Linked DNA regions of Mus musculus: all the other regions are linked to region 5. A link is a contact called in public promoter capture Hi-C data. All regions are on one chromosome and are shown on one strand. The core of a region is the stretch at or near the end of the contact, and the rest is flanking DNA. Distances in the headings are between cores, read along the strand shown.

What was found. Promoter capture Hi-C pulls out the DNA fragments that hold promoters and counts their contacts.
Region 1: a promoter capture Hi-C map of pre-B cells shows a contact between it and region 5, with 6 times the contacts expected there. The contact joins the promoter of Fam149b here to the promoter of Vcl in region 5. A contact is called at or near these places in 10 of 39 promoter capture datasets (the C10 cell line, embryonic stem cells, erythroid cells and 6 more), 4 of 484 Hi-C or Micro-C datasets (CD4 T cells, CD8 T cells, embryonic stem cells and 1 more) and 1 of 115 datasets of contacts at active chromatin or transcription factors (regulatory T cells).
Region 2: a promoter capture Hi-C map of pre-B cells shows a contact between it and region 5, with 7 times the contacts expected there. The contact joins the promoter of Nudt13 here to the promoter of Vcl in region 5. A contact is called at or near these places in 1 of 39 promoter capture datasets (pre-B cells) and 1 of 115 datasets of contacts at active chromatin or transcription factors (pancreatic cancer cells).
Region 3: a contact with region 5 is called in a promoter capture Hi-C map of liver, with 5 times the contacts expected there. The contact joins the promoter of Mrps16 here to the promoter of Vcl in region 5. A contact is called at or near these places in 6 of 39 promoter capture datasets (hippocampal neurons, liver, neutrophils and 2 more) and 2 of 484 Hi-C or Micro-C datasets (CD8 T cells and pre-pro-B cells).
Region 4: a contact with region 5 is called in a promoter capture Hi-C map of pre-B cells, with 5 times the contacts expected there. The contact joins the promoter of Samd8 here to the promoter of Vcl in region 5. A contact is called at or near these places in 13 of 39 promoter capture datasets (the 3T3-L1 cell line, the C10 cell line, the HPC-7 cell line and 7 more), 6 of 484 Hi-C or Micro-C datasets (CD4 T cells, CD8 T cells, LSK cells and 1 more), 6 of 115 datasets of contacts at active chromatin or transcription factors (bone marrow-derived macrophages, embryonic stem cells, extraembryonic endoderm stem cells and 2 more) and 3 of 9 other capture datasets (adipose tissue, liver and pancreatic islet).
Region 6: a contact with region 5 is called in a promoter capture Hi-C map of cranial neural crest. The contact joins the promoter of Dupd1 here to the promoter of Vcl in region 5. A contact is called at or near these places in 2 of 39 promoter capture datasets (cranial neural crest and hippocampal neurons) and 2 of 115 datasets of contacts at active chromatin or transcription factors (embryonic forebrain and embryonic stem cells).

Annotation. Positions count from the first base shown.
Region 1 is chr14:20,346,834-20,349,533 of GRCm38.p6, forward strand. Fam149b (family with sequence similarity 149, member B) reads left to right here and starts at 1,329. Exons shown (of 14, transcript NM_001024512.2): 1 at 1,329-1,561. The coding sequence starts at 1,515. Ecd (ecdysoneless cell cycle regulator) reads right to left here and starts at 1,288. Exons shown (of 14, transcript NM_027475.3): 1 at 961-1,288.
Region 2 is chr14:20,293,396-20,296,095 of GRCm38.p6, forward strand. It overlaps Nudt13 (nudix (nucleoside diphosphate linked moiety X)-type motif 13), which reads left to right and starts at 1,295. Exons shown (of 9, transcript NM_026341.3): 1 at 1,295-1,397.
Region 3 is chr14:20,392,328-20,395,027 of GRCm38.p6, forward strand. Mrps16 (mitochondrial ribosomal protein S16) reads right to left here and starts at 1,307. Exons shown (of 3, transcript NM_025440.3): 1 at 1,154-1,307. The coding sequence starts at 1,166. Cfap70 (cilia and flagella associated protein 70) reads right to left here. Exons shown (of 29, transcript NM_029698.1): 27 at 2,587-2,688; 28 at 2,306-2,353; 29 at 1,863-2,074. The coding sequence ends at 1,994.
Region 4 is chr14:21,749,091-21,751,790 of GRCm38.p6, forward strand. Samd8 (sterile alpha motif domain containing 8) reads left to right here and starts at 1,441. Exons shown (of 6, transcript NM_026283.3): 1 at 1,441-1,690. The coding sequence starts at 1,517.
Region 5 is chr14:20,927,964-20,930,663 of GRCm38.p6, forward strand. It overlaps Vcl (vinculin), which reads left to right and starts at 1,435. Exons shown (of 21, transcript NM_009502.5): 1 at 1,435-1,725. The coding sequence starts at 1,558.
Region 6 is chr14:21,713,210-21,715,993 of GRCm38.p6, forward strand. It overlaps Dupd1 (dual specificity phosphatase and pro isomerase domain containing 1), which reads right to left and starts at 1,367. Exons shown (of 4, transcript NM_001013826.2): 1 at 1,300-1,367.

The DNA of each region.
Region 1 (2,700 bases), core at 79-2,578, 580 kb before region 5:
ATCAAAGTTCAAGGGACATAAGCCACACAAAAGGAGAAATAACAGCATTCTCAGAATTCTTCTAGGTGACTACATTATTTCCCCCAAATTTGATACACACCTACCATCATGGTTCCGGCCTTTACCAGACACCACTTGATTTATCCTCTGAATAACAGACTTAAAACTATCTTCCTTAAAATTAAATTATGTGAACTGGAAACCTTGATATTATGGAGTAAATGAAAGTCCAACAACTCACTTCCCAAACCAAAGAAGTATGTGAGGATAAAAGTTAAAAATAGCTAGGTGTGCCTATGGTCTCAGCTGAGAGATCAAGGCAAAAGGATCACCTGGGTCCAGGATTTTGAGGCTAGGCTAGGTAACATAAGACGATCCTTTCTCACAAATAAATAAATGTTTGCCCTTCAGTCGGCAGCAGTGTGTGTAACACAGTTTGAAAACATTCCATTACTATCCATTATTCTCTCACACCTTCCAACCGTGCTTCAGTCGGTGGCATACTTTGGGCACTTTACTTTCTTGAGCTTTCTACTTAGTCGTGAAATGAAAGTGTTAGTCTGCCGTCTCTAAAACACCTTCCTTTAAAATTGTGTTACTAGGTGCGTTAAAAAGCAATGCCCCTTGCTCTACAGGGCTTCTATAGAAGATTTAAAAGTGCCAACACTTGCGTGTCGGAGTTTCGTCCCAAAATAATTGGTCATGGTTCCGGATGCCCACCTAACGCAGCAATTTAATTCCTAAGCTTACTTGGCTTTGCAATGAACCAATAAGGAACCTGCACCTTCTATGCAACTACCCACTCACCACTGTAAATTAGAATCGTGCTGCCTCTCACCCTGGCGGATCAAGGAAAAACTCTACCCACCCTCACCCTAAATCCAAGCAGGGCTCTTTATGTAGAATTTACAGAGTCAGAATTGGACTTGAGATCATGGGAATTAATGAAAAATGACATACCCGAGAGTACAGAAGAGGAGCCACCAGGAGCACTGTCCTGGCGCGGTATAGTGCTCCTTCACCAAACTAGACGCTCTTCTTCCACCTGACAAAAGTAAAGCGATCCCTTTCAATAGCTCTCTCGTGCGCCTCTGCTCTGGCACCTTTCCTTGGCTGCCTCTTCCAGCAGGACACTTGGTCAGAGGCGACCACCAACCGCCCAATCCCGGCCCATGCTGGGTCCTCGCGTTCGCTTGGGCCCTGATCCACGCCTGAACGCCTGCAAGTCGTGAGGCTCGGAACCCTGAGTATAGTCTCTAGTGCGCATCGGAGCCAATTTCCGAAAGACGCTGTACCTTCGTCACTTCCGCTCATGAGAGGAAGGAGGCAGGTCGGAAGACTATAGAGTGGGAACTCTGGGAGGTGGCGGTCCGGAATCTAAGCGACGGGGCGAGACGGGGCGAGACGGGGCCGGTAGGTGGCAGGAGGGGGCCGGGCCGGAGCCGGCGGGAGGGCCAGGCCCCGAGGCCCCCGCCCTGGCTTGCCCGCCCTGGCCGCAGAGGAGAAAAAGGAGGATGATCTCCAGATACACTCGGAAGGCCGTGCCGCAGAGCGTGGAGCTGTGAGTGGATTGCTCTGCTCGCCCAGCTTGGGCCGCCGGAGCTCAAGGGACCTTATAAGGCCCGTCCTCTCCTTTCCCGTCCCAGACATAGGGAGGGAAAATACTATCCCGGATTCTCACCTCCCAGCCCTGGTGGAAGCTGCCTTTTGTCTTTGGGTCACCAGCTTAGGGTGTGCCTTTGGGACTGTTAGGTCCTGAATTGAGGGAGTGCTGCATCCGTTGTTCCCACAGTGCTTTTGACCCCACTGAAGATAATAGCTTAAATGCTACAATAACGTTGAACGTGTCTAGTTCAGAACACCATGCAAAGCTGTTTGCTTGAATGCAATAGCGAAATCAGGTTGAGACCAACTTTGCACATCCTACAAATAAAGATCACAGGTCTAAAGGTTGTATCTAGAAGGTGGTGCAGCTCAGACGTACAAACCAAGGGTCAATCCGATTGTAAAGCCTGTTGTCAAGCAATTCACACATTGCCGTCACACCCCCTGCAAATAATGCTAAAAAGCAAGCACTTTGGTAGTTTAAAAACCTGCTTTGTACCCTTAGTAAAGTGTAACATAGAGCCTTATATCTACTGACTGGTACTTTGCAATTTCAAAAGAACCTGCAGTTTCTTGGTCCTTTCAGCAGTTCTGAAAGATTGCTGTAACTAGCTTCTGTTGCTCAGATAAAATTAGAAAGCTTCCACATCTGAACCCAATAGGGCCTGAACGTTTAAACCAAGTCCCATTGGTCCTCCTCATTGAAGTAAGCAATTTCAACAGCCATACACTTATTATGCATTCCAATAACATTCATTTAAAGTCACACCTGAGATTTTTAGATGGATACTTTTCTTGCCACTTAGCTTTTAGGAAATTTAACTAGATCTGGGCCTTCCTGTCTATGTATACAACTAAGATGTACAAGTATACCTAAAATGATGACGTAGGGCTGGTACATAATAGATCCTCAATAAGTGATAGCACTACTTTCTTCTTCCCGCCTTTACTTGGTAAAAGAGCCATACAAAGAAGAGAACCTCTCCTTGCTTTTCAGAAGCATGTTATCTATTAAGGAATATGTTATTTGCACAACAGCAAATCAGATAATAAGCTCCTTAGGGAATAAAACTAAGAAATAATCATTTCCCCAAA
Region 2 (2,700 bases), core at 45-2,544, 630 kb before region 5:
CTAACCTTTCTTTACACCCGCCAGGCACATCTCCACCCCAGGGCCTTTGCACGAGCTTATTTTACTCTGTCTACAAGTCTCTCCCCACAAATCCTAACTTGGCTGTTCCTGTCAGCTCTGTCAAGCTCTTTATTCCAGTGTTGCCTTAACAATGAGGCTATCCATCCTACGTAAAATAGCAAAACCGCTCCTCCTCTTACCATGCTTTAACTTCTGCCCCAGCACTTACAACCGTGTGTACAGTTATTTATTTTGTTTTCTCCCATAGAATTTTGTTTACATTAAGATGCATTTTTTATGTATCCTGTACTTTTAATATTTTGTCTCATTAATTATATTTTGAAGAGCTAGGGAAATGGCTTAGTGGTTAATAGCACTGGCTTCTCACAGAAGCAAGCAACTCCCATAGTAAGAAAGAAAGCAGCCCCAAGTAGCTTTACTGGAGATTCGTCTTAGATGGTGATTGATCCTACTGATTGACCAAGGTAAGAGTTTTACCTAAAGCGTCTATATACCTAAGCACAGTCCCTCGTTTATTTAAAGCAAGGTATCAGTATGCACCCCTGATAACCTGAGTCTACTGTGTACACTGGGCTGACCTCAAATTCAGAGGGCTCTGCCTCTGTCTCCTGGGATTAAAGGCAGGCCTGGAACTCCTTTTTTTGTTTTTGTTTTTGTTTTTCGAGACAGGGTTTCTCTGTATAGCCCTGGCTGTCCTGGAACTCACTCTGTAGACCAGGCTGGCCTTGAACTCTGAAATCCACCTGCCTCTGCCTCCCAAGTGCTGGGATTAAAGGCATGCACCACCACGCCCGGCTAAGCCCGGAACTCCTAACCTTAAAAAAAGATTTTTTTTTCATGTTCATATGTACATGGCACATGTGTGTCCATGGGTGCACATTAAAGTATGTGGGTGTAGAGGGTAAAGTTGACATGGAATGTCTTCCTCCATGGCTTTCCCCTTTGTTCATTGAGGCAGGGTCTCCCACTGAACCTGGGGCTCACCAATTCAGCTAAGCAGCATCTAGCCCAGAAGATCTGGAAACTGTTAAAGCTATTTGTTTGTGGTGGGTTTCACTATATGCTTTATAAGGTTAACTTTGCAACCCAAGGTTACAAGCTCCCGGCCTAAAAGTTGAACTACAATTCCCAGAGTGCATCGGTAATCTCTCTGAGACTGCTGGGAAGTGTGTCAGATTTCCACTTACCCAACCACCCCTACGTGCGCTGTAGCGATGAAACTACATTTCCCAGAGTGCATCTTTAAGGAGGATTCTGGGAGGTGTGGCAAAGCGTCAATCCCACTGGGAAGGGAAAAGAGAAACCATTTGAACTTGAACATTTGGAGTTTCCAGGGGCGTGCAGACCATTGGGGCATAGAAGGCATCTCGAAAAGAGTGAGTACAGGAAACGAAACCTGTTCTAAGTGCAACTAGGATGTAGTAAGGAGCCATAATCAAAACTTGCCAGACGCTCTCGGTTACAGAGTTTGACAGTTTTAACTTAAACCTTTCAAATCTCGAGAAACCGGACGTTTTTGTACCCAACATTGAGTACCTCTAAATATTTTCTGAAATATTTTTGAAGAGCTATTTAAAATGGAAGTTTCCAATATTTCACCTTTTCTCTTAATTTTTTAAATGGTGGCGGGATCTTTTAGAAATAAACCATAAAGCTTTTTATATAAACCAGGGCACAGAGACCGTGAAGTCTGCAACACGGCTGCTCATCAGCTTCCAGCATTCCCAGCCATCGAAGTCCACAGTGGAGTGGCTGCTCCCTGGGCACCTGTGAAGATTCAGGAGGAACCCACGGTCACGCTTTATGCCTTTCAAGTCATTCCATCTGGAAAGATGAACAGAATGAGAAATGTGTGTGTGTGTGCCATAGAAGTTGTTAGTTCATACGTTCAAATGCCTTGGCATTTATTAGTTTTGAGTAAAAACAACGTTACCTTTCATCTCATCGATAATTCTTTGTATACACACACACCAGGAGCGTCAAGTGTGGGGATGCTGTTTGACATATTGTCCAGTCGTCAGGCCATGATAATCGACAGTTGGCTAAAATTAATTTGGTATCAAATATTGGACAAGAAACCAGGTAGCTGTATGGCCATACAAGAGCAGTGAGTAGTTACAGCTCGATTCCCAGGACCCATTAACCTCACCAGAGGAATTCCAGTAGCCTAAATTTCCAGTAGCGTGAAAATAACCTCTTTTAGCCGTTAGTCCTGGAAACTACTGGTTTTGTTATACATTATTGTATTTATATATACATATATATGTGTGTGTATGTATGTATATGCATGTGCTTTAAAATTTAAAGATAGCCTATAATCCTTCCTGCTGAAGCAAAAGAGTCGCTATGAGTCTGAGGCCAGCCTGGGTTACAGAGTGATACTTTGTCTCAAAAATAAATAAATAAATGAAATTTAAAATCAGTAAAAATAAATAAGTAAATTTTAGTCAGGGCTGGAAAAGTGGCTCAGCAGATAAAGTGCTTGCTGAGTTTGAGTCCCCAGGACCCATGTAAAGTGGGGTGCAATAGTGCACATCTGTGACTCTCTGGAAGCTCACAGGCTAACCAGCCTAGTATACACAGTGATGAATGACAGAAATATCATGGCTCAAAATAAGGTGGAGGGTGAGGACCAACACCTGAGGGTGTCCTCTGACCTGTACACTTATCCTGTGGCAT
Region 3 (2,700 bases), core at 57-2,556, 540 kb before region 5:
CAGACCAGACATACCTCCTTTTTTCCAAATCCACATAACACAGTCCTGCCGAGGTTGGGGTCCACTTTACCCTTGGAGACTCCATCTTGTAAATAGTCTCCACTTTGTACTAAGATAAATTCTAAGAAACAGCTGAATTCCCAGAAATGGCTTCTGGCCCCAGGCGCCCCATATGAACTTAGGCCACAATATCTCACCCTATGCCTTGTTGGTTAGCAACTAGTCCGGACTGAAACCAACCAGCCACTATATAGGCTCTGACTGGCTGGCCTCAATCCAGGCCAAGTTAAGAAGCCAACTGAGACCCTATAGGTGGAACAACAATATGAACTAACCAGTACCCAGGAGCTCTTGTCTCTAGCTGCATATGTATCAAAAGATGGCCTAGTCGGCCATCACTGGAAAGAGAGGCCCATTGGACTTGCAAACTTTATATGCCCCAGTACAGGGGTACGCCAGGGCCAAAAAGGGGGAGTGGGTGGGTAGGGGAGTGGGGGGTGGGTATGGGGGACTTTTGGGATAGCATAATGTAAATGAGGAAAATACCTAATAAAAAGTTTAAAAAAAAAAAAAAGCCAACTGAGGTACTTGACCGGTAGTAACCCACTTAAAATGACAGGTATGGAAAACCATGCATGTGGTCCCTAGCCCATCCAATTTGTGGTTTTTATGTTTTAAAAGGTTGTCCTGTCTTGCCCCACGCTGTCACGTTTTGGACCCCGAACCCAGCCGTCTCCCCGAAATATTAGCTTTTAAAATAAGCTTGCTGGTTTAAACTTGGTTTTCATATTGGATTATTTCCAAATTCTCGGACCCTAACACCATTTACTAAGCCATGACCTTGTCTTACCCTTAGGTGCCTCATCTGTAAAACGATTTCTACGATGTGTGGTAAAAAACTGAGACAGGCTGGGCGCGGTGGCGCACGCCTCTAATCACAGGGCCTTTGGGAGGCAGAGGCAAAGGTCTGTCTAGGAAGGAGTTCGAAGCCAGCCCGTCTTTACGCTGCGAGTTCCAGGCCAGCCAGAGCTACCCAGTGAGACCACTGCTAAAAGCGAGACGGACTGAGACGAAGCTCCGCTGGAAGGCGATGTGGCCGCGCCTAGCCCGGGTCGCCGCAGCCCACGCCCGCCCGGAAGCCCCGCGCACTCACTGAGCTGGACCATGGTGCCTGGGCGAGCGGCTCTCCAGCTGTCCCGCTGCACAGCCCCGCGGCACAGAGCCTGAAGCCCGGAAGAGCGCCCCCAAGCGGCCGGCGGGCACACGACGCGACGTCCGCACCACTCCAGAGCCGGAAAGCCCTCTGCGGAAGCCTCCGGCCGATCGGCCCGCCCCTTCCGCTTTCTCTTCCAATGCGCACGGGAGGGCAACCGAGCGCCGGGAGTGCCACAGGGCGCCGGTGACTGATCCTTGACTGCTACGGAAGAGGCGTGTCTGTAGGCGTGGGCTGCTGGCGGTCTTCAGCTGAGTGCCTGCGGCGTGCGGGAGACTTTCCTGTCCGCGGCGGTGCTGAGTTCCTTGCAGGCCGTTCCATCCTGCGACGGTTCCCCCGCCTCCGGAATATCCTCTGTTCTCTTACCCACTGTCAACTGTGTGTGACACAGCACAGTTGTATTCTGGTCCCACCTTTGAAGATGTTGCCTTAATTTCCAAGCCCCAGTAACATTGGTCCAGAACTTTGGCAATTGTGCACCTCCAGGGAATCTTACCAACAAGGTGATCAGATAAACTTTAAAAAGTAATTCTAATAGTCACACCATTATGCCAGATATCTACCCACAAATAGTGGCTATTAATTAGCTACATGTACATAAGAGCATATAAAATATAATGTGCTATACATACGACTCCAGAAACATGATAAATTTTGAGTTTGGGGTTTATATTTTTTTAATGTGAACTAAAGGGGTGGGGATGGGCAGGCTTCATCTGGTGACAGTTTGGAAAGGAAACGTGCTTGGGGCTCCATATTAAATATCCACTTGTAAGGCTGTCAGAAAGATGGATTTCCAAAACCAACCATTTCCTGTACAGTGTGGATTTCTTCAAGTAGAGCCTGGTCTTTCAGTTTCAGCTGCAGAAACAAGGCAGGGAAGAAGTTATGTCCAACACACCAGGTGACTTTGAAGACCCCTAATTTAAGAGGCTCCAGATTTGTGGGGACGGGATGGGCCTCTCCTGTATTCTCGACACCATGGAAGCTCTCAAAGAATTGGAATGTATTGGATCTTGGGTGGGAATTCATCAGGCACTGAGCGCTCTCATGGTCTGTACACTCTCAGAATGGCAATCAGCTGTCGCATACCTTTATTGTGTACTTATAAGCCTGCTCTGCTTCCAGTTGTCGTCCAACCTGAAAGAAGCAATTAACATCTTTCCTAGTAAAATGTGAATCGGAGGTTACTGACCACATCCATCTCAAGGAGGAACCGCCCAGAACATTCTCCTTGTCATCAGTAGAGACAAATCTGGAACTCTTCCAACTTCAGTTGCTGTGTGCTAACAGCCAGCTTACCTTTCTTTCTTAGTTGGGCCTTCACCTGACCCCTGAGAGGGCCTTGTGAAGGGACAATAAGAAACACTCACTTTCAGGCAGACCAGAGCCAGATAGGCCCACACTTCGGCGTTGCAGTTATTCAACGCGTTGGCTTCAGACAGAGCATCCTCAGCTTCCGTGAGCTCCTCCAGCTTGGCAGAGAG
Region 4 (2,700 bases), core at 191-2,690, 820 kb after region 5:
GGGGACCTTGTCAGAGTTGTGGAGTCACAGAAACTTAGGCACACAGGGAGGAAAGCATCTGACGTGTGCTGTAGGGTTCACACAGAACGGTGGTTCTATAATGAAGATAGCAGATTTTTTTTTTTTTTAAGAGAAAGCTGATGGATCCTTTTATGTCAGAGAGGTGATCATTGCCCAAGGCTCTGAGAATAAGGCTCTGAGAATCTTTGGACACTAGAACCACTTTTTAAACATTATTTTTATAATTAAAAATATTTTATTGGTACTGGAGAGATGGCTCAGTGGTTAAGAACACAGATAATACATGCAGGCAAACATTTATACATATAAAATAAGTTTTAAAATTATGTTTGAGTGCCTACAAATATGTATGTGGGCCACATGCATCCCATGCCTGCTGTATCCAGAAAGTGGGGGTGGGGGGTGGGTCTCCTGGAATTAGAGTTCTAGATGGTTGTGAGGTGGCATGTGGCATTGAACTTGAGGCATTGAGGTGAAAGGGTATTAAACCTGAGTCTCCAGCAAGAGCAGCAAGTGCTCTAACCACTGAGCAACACCTCTACCCCTATAGAAGCACGGGGACAAGAGAGTTCTCTGCCTACAAGGGCTGCAGGAGATGAGATGTTTTGCAGTGTCATGGAGCCCTTGAAGGTTCTGAGCATACTAGGCAGATTCCTGGCTGCCCCTGTTCTCCTCCTGTCCATCTTAGAATCTGCCCCCTTCTCCCTCAGAACTACCAAAGCCGGTCCTGCATTGTTCAAGAAAGTAGAGTCAAAGAGGGCTGAGATTTCAAGCTGCAGATGGCTTCAGACGTGGATTCTGCCAATGTTAGGCTTGCTTTAGAAGGGGATATTCCGTTAAGGTGGGGTATGGTAGTAGCAGGAAAGAACCCAGGTTCTGTCTGAGGTTAGCTTGGGCTTGGGTACCAGCTTGGATTAACTGTGCTACGTCAGGCTACAATGTTTCTTGACCTTTCTATGAGATCTACAGAGTTGAAACAATGATTTGAAGTATAGTCTCTAGCACAGTACAAAATCAAGGGGCAATAAACGGGGCTGGGCAGTGGTGGCACTCGCCTTTAATCTCAGCACTTGGGAGGAAGAGGCAGGTGGATCTCTGTGAGTTTGAGGCCAGCCTGGTCTACAGAGTGATGTCCAGGACAGCTGAAGCTACACACAGAGGAACCTTGTCTCGAAAACACCAAAGGTGGAAAAACAAATAAATGATGCAACTTGAGGACTGACTGAGAAGGGGTTTGCCCCTTCAAAGGGCTCAGGATAATAGCCTCTTCCTAGGCTCCAACCCCAGTCAACAACCCACAAGCCTTCTCCTATCTTCATTAAAACCCTTTGATGAATTATGCTTGGGCATGACGCAAGCGCTCTCCCCCTCCCCCTTGGGTTTCCCCTCCTCTTCCGGTTTTGGACCCGCCCCCTCCCCGTAGCGCCCCGCCTCCCGAAGCAGTTCCGGTTCGGCTGGCCGCTGCTGGCGGCACGGCTCCAAAGGGGCCGGAGCGATGCCCGCTGGTAGCCGAGCCGGCTCCCGCCTGCGCTCCGGCTCCCTCCCCCGGCCTTCGCGTCTGACTCTCAAGGCGCTGCGCCCCGCCTACGCGCCGAGGACCCCCGACTCCAACGGCGACTTAGACACCGGCTCCGAGCTGGGTCCCGGCAGCCCGGCTCCCACCGCGGAGGTGAGCGGGCGCCGAGGCTGATGAGAGGGGAGATTGGGGGGCGCCTGCAACCAAGGGTGAGTGGAGAGTCGGGGGCGCCAAGGGCCGCGGGGAGACGGTTGGGGAAGCCAGGGGAGGCCGCTCTGGAATGGAATCCGGAGAAAATCAGGGGGTTGAGCTGACCCGCGGGCAACAAGGGACGAGGCGCAGGGGCTGGGTCCTTGCTACCCGGCTAGGGGAGAAGGAACGTGCAAGAGGGGTCCCCGGAATCCAGACCTGGAGGAGGAGGTGCCCTGGGTTGTAGCCATAGAGATGAGGGATAGGGAGAGCTGGCCCCGGGCCTCCTGTAACCCGTAACCCGCATGAGGGCGAGGCAGCCGGGTGGGGACTGACAGCCACCTGACTCGGTGGGAATGGTGGCTGGTTTCGCAGGGCGGGAGTTAGGGTTGCCTGGAAAGAGGGAGGTGCTGTCGGGTGGGAAGGAGCTTGGCCTAAAGGTTAGAGAGGAAAAGTCCAGGGGAAAAAAAGGAGCCCTTGGGGATCTAATTTAGGGCCTTGGCTTTTTTACAGGTAAGTGTCTTTCAAGGTGTCAAAAATCTCTGGGTAGTGGATGACGGCTTTGGGGCTTGCCTGTTTGTGATCCCTTTAAGAAGCTAGATTGCGAGGGGCGGGTATGCATCGCTGATTCTCGTACAGGGACTGGGGGAGGCGATCGGAGAGAGGAAGTGATGTTCGTAGAGGGTAGTGATTTGTGAAAATAAAGATGTCACTCAGATTTCTTCTGACGCGAGTGGTTTCTTCTCCTCTGTGCTTCGTTTTTAAGAAGGTTCAGATGTCAGGCAAGTGTAAGTCTTTAGTACATTACCTTTAAATTAAAAAAATTAAATCTGCAAGGGGAATTTGGACGTTTGGATTTTACAGATAATTCAGTGCGAATTGTTAACACTTGAATACAGCTTGAGTTGGCCCGCATATTGGCCACAGGGTGGAAATATGGTCCGTGGAAATTCTTGGGTTTAAGAGGTCATTTA
Region 5 (2,700 bases), core at 185-2,684:
TGCTCTTTACCAACTGAGCTCATCCCCACCTCAAGAGAAAGTTCAAGACTTGGTAACCACAGAGCAGAAACGGGGGTATGTACTGCTAGACACACAGAACTTTAGAGCTGGGTAAGACAACATGTGGCTTGGCCTTCTGCAAAATGTGACATCCTGAGAAACATTTTTCTTTGACTTGAGGATCTTTCATTTGAAGGCATTAATGAATGTGTTTCCTCTCAGAATGAGGAAGCTTGGGCAAGAGAACTTGAGGTTAGGAAAACATGCAGATGTCTTAAATGTGGTGAGGGGATTGGGCAATTTGGCCCTACTTACAGACTTGTTAAAAAGTATCCACTTTTGAATTTTCATTTCACTTTTTTTTTTTTTTTGAGATGGGGGTCTTGTCATGTTGCTCAGACTGGCTTGGAACTCCTTCCTCAAATGATCCTCCTAACCCTGCCTCTGGAGTGCTGTTGTAACTACAAATAGATGCTCATCACAACCACAAAAGGACTACCCCTCCAGGATGGCCTCAAACTTTCTTTGTAGTGGAGTATGACCTTGAACCCCTGATCCACTTCCCTAGTGCTGCTGGTATACGGGCCCACTCTATCAAGGCTGATTTTGCGTAGTGCTGGGAATCAAACCTAGGGCTTCTTACATTCTAGGCAAACATTTTAGCAACGGAACCAGACCTAAGTAGATTTGCAAAAATGGGATACCAGTCGCTAAAACAGAAGGTGGCAGACAGACTTCTACTCACCAAAAGCGAAAGATTAGCAGGTAAATTTCATTAAGTCTCTAGTTCTACGGAAACGTTCCTATTTATTTAGAAAACACGTATTTGCAAGTGAACGTGTACACGGAGGTCTAGAAAGTGCCACACCAAACTTAACTGTGACTATCCGAGGGCAGATAGTACAAATCAATGGGTACTCATGTTTCTCGGTGTGTTTTTGTTGTCTGGATCTTTTTACTTCCTCGTGAATTACTGGGAGGTGACGGAACAGTGTTCTGACTGCGTCCGGTGACGGTAAAGGGGAGCACCCTGCGGGGAGACCGGGGGAAGCCGAGGTCCCCTCTCTCTGGCGCTGCCTGAGGTGAGGATATCCCGCCCTACTGAGGTGATCCTGCGGAGGGGCGGAGCTCCGCCACTCTGAGGCGGGAGGCGGCTCCTGGGGGCGGGGCCAGTCCAGTGCAGTCGCTCGCTCCGCTCCCACTATGCCCTTATAAGGAGCGCCCCGCGAGAGGGTTCGGGAATCCGGTCGCAATCCCTGCGGCGCAGCCCCAATCCCAGGCCCCTCCCTTGGGAATGGGGGCGGGGCGGGACCTTAGCGGCTCTGCCTTGGGGGCGGAGCTTATCGAAGTAAGACCAATAGGAGCCACAGTCCGGCTCTGAGTTGCGTTACCATTGGGCGCGGCGACGTGAGAGGGCGGGGCGCCTGTGGGGCTAGTTACGCCGAGGGAAGCCCGGACTCTAGTCGCCGCTCCGAGTCAGTCACTCGCCGCCGGCTCCCGGCCCTACGGATCCCAGTTTTCTGTTGCCCGCGGTACGCCGCCCCGCTAGCCGCCGCGATGCCGGTGTTTCACACGCGTACGATCGAGAGCATCCTGGAGCCGGTGGCGCAGCAGATCTCGCACCTGGTGATTATGCACGAGGAGGGCGAGGTGGACGGCAAAGCCATTCCTGACCTCACCGCGCCCGTAGCCGCCGTGCAGGCGGCCGTCAGCAACCTCGTCCGGGTGAGCGCGCCGGGCCTGGGACGGGAGCGCGGGCGGGAGAAGTCCCCAGGGTCCCGGTCCGCCTCGCTGCTTGCATTCGCAGGCGCTTGGAGCGTCGGGTGGACTCCAGGGCAGGTGCCGTGGTTTCGAATGCCGATTTCTCTGGGCTGTGACCTTGAGCAAGCCACTGAGCCTGTCGGGGACCTCAGTTTCCTCATCTATAAAATGGGACACTTGTGTGAGAAATCCTGCCTTGGGGCTGTGCTGTGAAGAGTCAGCGAGCTTTTAGTTGTGAAGTGCCTAGGGTGTGTGTGCCCGTAGTAGGCGCCCAAGAAATGGTCGTTAGGTTGTCTCACGGTCCCTCCCCTGGGCAGGCTCGCGTCACTTGCGTTGAGTACCTTGCTCTTAGCTCCTTTTTAGGCCTCTCCTCTCCAACCTGTGGGTGGTTTCTCTTATGGTCTCCCTGCCCTAACTTCCAAGGATTCTTATTTGCACCGGGCTGCTCGCCTTTCTAATACTTCTGTCCCCTGAGACCCACCTGCCCAACCCTCCCCTGGGATCCTGGTGTCTGTCGCTTCTACCCAACTGCTTGGCTTCTTCCTCTCTCTGTCGCCGCCTCCTTTCCTTCGGGGCATTTTGCTCACACCTCCGGGGACTCTTAGCACCTTTAGACAGTAATTCATAACCAGGAGCCCTGCTTGCCCTCTGCCTGACCCCATGGCCGTCATTTTATTCCTTCCATGAAGCTGTCTATCCATCTTTACTGCTGTCAAATGGCTTTCTTTCACTGGGGCCTTTCCAGATTTGGGGGGCCTCCTCCTCTGCCCCTCCTTCTGGCAGGAAGCAAGATGGAGCTGCTGTGAGAGGCCTGTGGAATCTGGGATCTGCAGCCCCTGCCTGAGGGGAAGGCTAGGGCGTTCTTTGCCAGTCCACACTTTTCTGCCTGCCCCTAGCTATTTATCGATCTTTGTAGCCCACTTCTGAAATGGGAAAAGA
Region 6 (2,784 bases), core at 117-2,616, 790 kb after region 5:
CAACAGTAGGGTACTGGGCACAAGGAAACACTTGCAAAAGTCCTGTGGCTGCTGAAAGGAGCCCCGTCCTGTCCCCAAGTGCAAGCTGCTAAGTCTCGTAGTTTAGGAAGAAAGCAAACAAATCGAAGCCCAAAGTCCAGCCTTGGGCCTTAGCACAGCCCTCTGCTCTTTATCATGGGATAGAAAGTAGTCAGGCACACGAAGTCTACCTTCACACGGACCCCAGTGCTATCTCCAGTCCAGCTGTTACCCCAGGCCTGAAACACCCTCAGCCAAGACATCTGGCCCACTGATGGTGAGAGACCATTGCCTCTCCTCTGTTCCTTAGCAGACCTGCCTTAGCTCCTGAGGTAGCTTCCGTGCTGCCTGGCCTTCCCTAATTCTCCTCTGACCTCCTACCTTCTCCATGCCCAGAGTACTCCCTCAGAAGCCCCTCCAGTCCTGCTGCCACTAAATGTCAGAGTCTTCCAAATTGTCCATAGGACCCATACAGTGAGAACAAGGAGGGGCCACCGGGGAAATAGCAAAGCAGCACAAAGAATGTGACACGTGAGGGTCCCCCAGGGGCTGGTGGCCTCTTCACACTCGACCCTCATGTCCCCTTCTCAGGGTACTTTCAGCTTCTGAACTGTCAGTGCCTTGTAGTCCCAACAGCTATTGAATTCCAAGCCTACCAGTGACTACTGGGGCCACGGGACAAGAGCACTGGATCTAATGGGAGAGCCTGGTCTGAGGTACGGGTTATCCTCTCCCTTCCTACCTCATATGGTGCTGTCATAGGCGAATAGCTCCATCTCTCCATCACCCAGCCTCCTCATCTCCACTGGGGTGCTTCCATCCCCAGCCCATGTTCCCCTCAGGATTGGAAAATTCTTTAAAGAGTATCTTACTTTGAATGAGGCTTAAGATTGCCAGGACACTGGAGCCTTGAGTAGCGTTTGTAATTTGTGCTGCCCTACACATGATCCGAGGGAATCTGATGCCTCTATTTCCCCTGCTCCATGATATGAATACCATACAGAGCATCCAAAGGCTCAGACGGGACCCAAGAGCTTTAACCCATTAGGTTATCCCTTAGAAATCATCACAGGAACTCATAATTTAGAGACAAGAAACGAGAAAGCAATTCAGTGTTGCCTCTATTGAATGCTGGGATAGCAAGGAGCCTTTCGTACTAAAAGGATGTTCTCTACAGCTTCAGAAACTGTGGAAGTAAGATTTCCAATCCCCACAGCCATTTTCTTAAAGAACGCTTGGCTACACCCCGTAGGCAATAGTCTTCCCATTCAAGGGCCTTACCTGTGTGCCCCAAGTGCCTGGCTGGGCTAAGAGGTACCAGTCCGAAGGGTGTGTGGCAGCCTTACACTAACCCTCCAGAGCAGCTCAGAGGGCCTATTTTTAGGGTCAGATCTGCTGACACTGACCTTGCATGCTGTCCAGTGTGAGAGGAGACCCGTGGCATTTGTTTGCAAAATGATTCCCCAGTGTGACCTGAAACCCTTGACTCAAGCAGTCCTGTACCTGGAGGCCACATGTTTGTCTCTGGCTCAGCCACAGATACAGGACATGTGGCCGCCAGGATGGCGACAGATGGGTAATTCCCCAGCTTTGTTTTCTTACACTGGATGAAGCGAGGTGTCTGCAGGCCCTCTAAGGGCTCTGTCTCAGAATGATGACCGGGCTGGGGGCCGGGGATGGGAGGGTTGCCTGCTGACACAGAGCCATAGGAGGCCTCAGGGTTCACAGCATGAAGATCTCTGCCCTCTACCGCAGCTCTCTCTGAGAGTTTGGAGAGCTATCTCTTGGGGATGGATGGAATGGACATCGCATCACGAAGAATGATCGATGAATCCCTGAGAAAGAGTCCCTGTGGGCAAACACTGTGCAGGTAGCACTTCCTGCAAAACAACCCCCAAGTCCCCAGCTTTTCTGGAGTTCAGTGAGGACAGTGCTCACAATTCTACCCTCTTATGTAATTATGAGCCTGTGCACCACACACACACACACACACACACACACACACACACACACACACACAGAGAGAGAGAGAGAGAGAGAGAGAGAGTTGTTTAAGATAGCCAGATACTATGTAGATGGATTGACGATAGACCAATGAGAGAAACATTTCTTAGCATCTAAGACGAAAGATGTAGTAAAGTCAAATGGAGCCAAGAGAAGAATTTGAGGACTGTTATGATTTGAGTATGAAATGTTTTTCATAGGCTGGTGGAACTGTTTTGAGAAATTGTGGAATCTTTAAGAGGTAGGGCCGAGGCTGGAGAAAGTGAGAGTCACTGGGCAAGGAGGGGTAGGGTGTGGTGATGGTCTGACGGGTATGCCATATCTAACTCAGATGGAGCACTCTGTTTCCCATCTATCATGAGCTGCCAGCAAACCATCCCGTCCCCACCTTGGTAGACCATATCCCCCCAACTGTGAGCAAAAGCAAACCGTTTAAGGTGTCAGGATGAGAAAAGCATCGGATATAGAGGGACTGTTGATTATCACCTCCGTGAGCAAGACCCTAAGCGGTGAACTAGACAAATGGCGGGCTTCTCCACTCTCTCAGTCCTTCATACATTATATTTTGCTAGACATAGTGGCTCACATCTTTAATCCCAGCACTCAAGAGGCAGAGGCAGGAGAATCTCTCTGGGTAGAACAACAGGATAGGGGAGCATCCTAACCTTTTCCATCAAGGGCCCTAGGAATCCGTGGGGAGACTGTGTTAGAGAAGAATGGTAGCATTTTTAGGGACACCTGGTCTGTCTTCTAGAAGTCAAA